Linked DNA regions of Mus musculus: region 2 is linked to region 1. Evidence: chromatin contacts called from public HiChIP or PLAC-seq data. All regions are on one chromosome and are shown on one strand. The core of a region is the stretch at or near the end of the contact, and the rest is flanking DNA. Distances in the headings are between cores, read along the strand shown. Region 1 has its middle 10 kb from the start of Gm34049. Region 2 overlaps Syt6 (synaptotagmin VI).

Evidence for each region. HiChIP or PLAC-seq counts read pairs in DNA pulled down with a chosen protein or histone mark.
Region 2: a CTCF HiChIP or PLAC-seq map of the NIH/3T3 cell line shows a contact between it and region 1, with 10 read pairs. The contact joins two enhancer-like sites. A contact is called at or near these places in 1 of 15 datasets of contacts at CTCF or cohesin (the NIH/3T3 cell line), 1 of 484 Hi-C or Micro-C datasets (pre-megakaryocyte-erythroid progenitors), 1 of 115 datasets of contacts at active chromatin or transcription factors (embryonic stem cells) and 1 of 9 other capture datasets (embryonic stem cells).

The regions. Positions count from the first base shown.
Region 1 is chr3:103,489,742-103,492,441 of GRCm38.p6, reverse strand. No RefSeq gene overlaps it. Among named protein-coding and RNA genes, the nearest start is that of Gm34049, 10 kb to the left of the region's middle. Within about 2 kb of position 1,256, at least 10 of the 459 cell types and tissues checked have an H3K27ac peak or open chromatin away from gene starts, as enhancers often do. A contact at or near this core is called in the NIH/3T3 cell line, where this site is marked.
Region 2 is chr3:103,614,397-103,617,096 of GRCm38.p6, reverse strand. All of the region lies in intron 3 of Syt6 (synaptotagmin VI), which reads right to left. Among named protein-coding and RNA genes, the nearest start is that of Syt6, 41 kb to the right of the region's middle. Within about 2 kb of position 1,281, at least 6 of the 459 cell types and tissues checked have an H3K27ac peak or open chromatin away from gene starts, as enhancers often do. A contact at or near this core is called in the NIH/3T3 cell line, where this site is marked.

The DNA.
Region 1 (2,700 bases), core at 7-2,506:
ATGTCTGCATGTATGCCTGCGCACCAGAAGAGGGCACCAGACCTCATTAGAGATGATTGCGAGCCACCATGTGGTTGCAGGGAATTGAACTCAGGACCTCTGGAAGAGCAGTCTTAACCTCTGAGCCATCTCTCCAACCCCATGTAATTAATTTTTAGTAACTACTTCCTATACACATGTGATTTCAAATAACACCTATAATTTTATGAAAAGACAGTAAGATATATCTCTTCTTCCTAGCTGCCTATGCGGGTATAAATTTCCTTTATACTCTTCAACTGAAACAACACGTCACAGTAGACGGGATACAATGATTCAGACATTAAAGAGAACTGCGAAAGCTTAAAACACTGCTACTCTTCTCTCCCTTGATAGTTTTGTTTTTAGGAAGTACAAGTTTTTGGTTTTTGTTTGTTTAAATGGTTAGTTTTTGGTTTTTCGAAACAGGGTTTCTCTGTGTAGCCCTGGCTGCCCTGGAACTCACTCTGTAGACCAGGCTGGCCTCGAACTCAGAAATCCGCCTGTCTCTGCCTCCCAAGTGCTGGGATTAAAGGTGTGTGCCACCACTGCCCAGCACAAGTTATTTTTTAATGTATTAAATACAAATGCACTTAAAAGTATTAGATGCAAATGTGCTGACATTTATTGGGTTTGTCATTTTTTTTAATGAGTGTGTTAGTTTGAATATGCTTGGCCCAGGGAGTGGCATTATTAGGAAGTGTCGCCTTGTTGGAGTAGGTGTGGCCTGGTTGGAGGAAATGTGTCACTGTAGGGGTGGCCTTTGAGACCCTCCTCCTAAGCACGTGAGATCCAGTCTTATCCTGTTTGACTTCAGAACAAGATGTAGAACTCTCAGCATTTCCAGCACCATGACTACCTGGATGCTGCCATGATCCTGCCTTGGTGGTAATGAACTGAACCTCTGAACCTGTAAGACAGCCCCTTAAATGTTGTCCTTTATAAGAGTTGCCTTGGTCAGGGTGTCTGTTCACAGCAATGGAAACCCTGACTAAGACAATGAATTACTAAATATAATTATTTTAAATTTTATTTATTATTATAATTATTGCTGATGGTTGTGGTGATGTGTGTATATACATTATGGGGGAGGGAGGACTGTATATACATTATGCCACAGAACCTATTCAGAGGTCAGGGAACAATTTTTGGGAGTTGGTTCTCTTCTTCCACAATGGAATCCCGAGACCGAACTCAGGTCATCATACTTCCACACAAGAGCTTTTTGCTGACTGAGTCATCTTCCTGGCACAAGCCTGAGTTTGACTTTGGGTATAATAAACAATGACGGCACACAAAGACAGCACTTGGAAGTTCGTTAGTGTTTCAAAGCACAAAAGCAAGAGAGAAATTAGTGTGGTGGTACATGCTATAGCCCCAGCCCTTGGGTAAAGCAGGAGACCAGGAGTTAGGGCCCAGCCTGGGCTATGCAGCATGTTACATAGAGAGATCTGTCAATTAAAATAATAGTAATACCCCATATGAATAAGAAGTTTGAGAAGGCTTTAATCTAGACCAAATCCTCCCAGAGAAGGGGTAAGAAAGAGGGATATTAGGATTCAGACCAGGGGAGCAGGGTTTAAGAGGAAACTGGGGCAGACTGCTGGGGAGTATAGCGTTTATTAAAGAGGTTCTGAATGCTATGGGCATCAGAGGCTGACAGCGTGTTGGGGTCTCTGTCTCTGAAGCAAGGGTTCAGGGCTCACTTGGCAGAAGCGGGTTTCATTTCTTACAGCTTTCTGAGGATGGGGTTGGTTTCATATTAAGAGCCAAGAGCCTGCCTCTCAGACTCCCAGGAAGGGAAAGGCGGATGAGGAACTGAATGTATGGCTTTGATGCAAACTCACTCCCCAGGTAACATATCCTGGTACCAGAAAATTGTTAACTAGGGGCTCACGGATAGTGTCATGTATGCAATGTATGGCATTGGTCATGTATGAAAGGAGGTTACTGAAGATGCTGTGGCCTGGTCAGATGCTGGATTCTATCACTGTGTTCTCACAGAGGACAGTACAGGTCATGATTTACAGCTTAAAATTCACTTTTGTCTAAATTACATTTCATACCCAGCTCCTCTCTGGAAGGCCAACAGAATCTACCTTTGGCATCCAAGAAGACGAGGCTGGGGAAAAGTGTCTGGTCTCCAGATCAGCTGCAGTCGAACCAGTGAAGATGTGACTCCAGGACCTCAGAACACAACCCAGAATGCCTTTTGCACATGCGTGCATGCATACACACACACACACACACACACACAACCTCTGGATCATATGTGATCTTCCACCTCTCTCTCTTCCTTTTCCTCTCTCCCTTGATGGGTCTCATGCATACTGAGCTATCTCTAAAAGGGGGGCTGAAATCCACTTTTCAAAGTGAAACATACTCTATGGGACCACAGAAGCTCCACCCATAGCTGGCAGCCCGACAGCCCAGTGTCCCATCTGTCCCGTGACTGTGACTGAGGGAGCGAGGGTGACTGGATCTTCCTGGAGCCATCCATAAAACACCCTGGGCCAACCAAGAGTTTGAATTGAGACATACAGACTATTTTTTATGAAAGATGACTAAGCAGAGATGATAACGAAAAAGAGTGGCCATGAGAAGACAAGACAAAATTCCTCACTACACAATCTGCAATAGGTCTGACCACACTTCCTTTTCTGGTCTCCACATCCTGGAAGT
Region 2 (2,700 bases), core at 32-2,531, 120 kb before region 1:
AGGGGAAGCAGGAAACTGGCTTCTGGAGACACCTGTCTGAAGTGCAGCCTATCTCCCACCCACCAAGGTTTCTGCCCACAATAGCATCAGGCTTCAGACCTCAGGGTCCAGAGTGCCTGGGCAGCAAGATTCTGAAGGAATATCCATTACAGTGTTGCCTCCATAGGCTCCACAGCAGCTACCTGCCACGGATCATGAAAGCATGTGTTTCTCCTTGATGCACTTAATATAACTCTAGACATAGTAGATGGTGGTGGTGGTGGTGGTGGTAACCCCTACAGTATCCTGACCAGGAAAAAAAAAAAAAAAAAACAGTGAACCACAAGCCAAGAGACCCAGGTTTTTAGTTCTTCTGCCATGTATAGGTTGTGAGACCTTGAACAAGTCATTTTACATCTCTGAACTCTCTCACTTGTGAAGCAAAAGGATGGTACTTGACAATCTATCCTGCAAGCCATAAAACGTAAGCATTCACACTGGAGAATCCAATTAATCAGCTGTCACCTGCTGAGATGGTCCAAGGATGCTGAACTAGTTAGTGTCCCTAACTAGACCATCTCAATGACCTTAGCAGTCTTGCTTTGCAGTCCAAACACTCAATCCTTCAGCCCTCATAGCTCCTAAATGTTCTGCTGTTCTCCAGAGCTCATGACGCTGCTCCCTAAACAGGCAAGGAGTTCGTCAGTGCCCTGAGTCTGCCTGGGGAATCCAGGCTGAGCGAAGCAAGAATGATGCTTCCCCATCTCTTAGAGACACTTCTAGTCCCTTAGTCATTAAGTAGCTTGTCTGAATTTCTCATCATCAGCAGAGAAACATCCGCTACACTTTCAGGAGAGCCACAGGAGACCTCAAAGGCTCTTGGAGACACTACCCAGGAAGTGCTGTTAAGTTACTTTGGGCCAAGGGGGTATGGGAGGGAGGACAGAAGCCAAATTGGCTCAGATGGGTTAAGAAACACGCAGTGAATAACCCCTCTGCTCAGGCCTGCAGTTTAGGGCTGAGGTCTACACATGAATCAGATATGGAGGCTGCACTCTCCAAGCAAGGCTAAGCCCCCTGGTATCTGTGCCTTTTTCTTCACAGCATGGCTCACAACACCTAACTTGAACATTAATTTGGGGATGCTGTGATGGATGCTTGTGTTCCTCACCTCTGTAAGCTCTTGGCAAGAAGGAATGGGATCTGGCTTCCCTGATTCCACCTCTCATGCCTAGCCCAGGGCCTGATGGATAGTAGACGAGACTAAGGCTTTTGGATCAGGCAGCTCTGGGGCCAAGTTCTAGCTCTGATTCATGAGTAATACAACTTATGCAACCCTTCATAGACTTGGGGCTAATATCCAACCTACCTCCTAGGGTTATTGAAAAGATTAAATAAGGTGATTCATGCAAAACGCTTGGCTTAGTGTTTAGTACAGAGTAAGTGCTCAGTATGGATTCACTGTTGTAATTATTACTATAATAGAAACGTCGTGGTCTCCAGACAGAAACGGAGGAGAGGAAGGCAGTTGGTGCTGCTTTGTGTAATAATGCAGGCACAGTAACAGAGCTGTAGTCCAGATGTGGGAGAGTAGAGAGAGCACTAAACTCAGGCAGAAGTTTCAGGTCAGGCTTCCACAGTGGGGGTGACATTTGACTTGATCTAGAAAGGTGACTAAAAGGAGTCTGTTAGCAGATGGATGCAAGAAAGACCCTCCAGGCATATGGATCTGCAGGGCATGAAGACACAGTGGGACATGAGACATTCTGTAAGGCAAGGCCAGAGGATGTGGCAGGGGAGAGGACAGGGACAGCAGCCTCGATGAGGTGGGAACAGGAACAGGGCCCATCCCTGAGCCTCCTGGCCCATACATGAGCTTTTGCCCTTGATTCTTCAGGTGATGAGAGACTCTCTACATCTGTCCCTTCTGTCCCAAACTCGGTGGTTACTGTTGCCTTCTCCCCAGACACCACACTAAAGATCACTCCTATCAGGGTTTCTAGTCATCTCTCAGCTACTGAGTATGTATAGAGGGTGGGTAGGGAGCAAGACTGTGTGATGGTGAGACATAACTAAACCGGTCTGGGCGATTGCATTGTAGGGGACGCAGACGAAGATAGGTGATGTATCCAAGGGCACGAGGGATCCTGTGACGTGATCAAAGGACAGGGAGCGGGGTGAACGGCGGTAACAAACAAAGTAGCTTTGAAAGCTAAAGAGAAGACAGGAGCCAAGAGTGGAAGACCACTCAGGAAAAAGGCAGCAGGCCAGGAGCTGATGGCCTGGTGCCCAGAGTGGGGATGTGCATGACTTTGTCCTGGGTGTATCAAGGAGGGAGGAAGAGGTTGGGAGGAGGCTGTGGAGAGATGGAGGAAGTCTTCAGGCATCATCCTCATGAAAAGCAGAGTCCCTGGAGGAATGGAAGCAGGTGGGGGGACCTTTACAGCAGATATGTAAAGAATGGGTGGCCCAAAGAGAAGGGAGAGAGCAGCCTGCAATTCCCACGTGGTCTCATGGAAGCCCTGTTGGCTTCCTCCTCTAGATCTCCCCAGACCCCCAAATGCATCCCCTTCCCTTGGCACTGTCTTGGTTCTGACCCATTCTGTTTCTGGGGCTTCTGCTGCCTTCCCACCCCCTCTGCCCACTCATCAGATCTGTTCTTTCTGGAACCAAGAACATCATTCCTCTCTTGATGAAAACTCTTCAATGACTCCCCTTTCA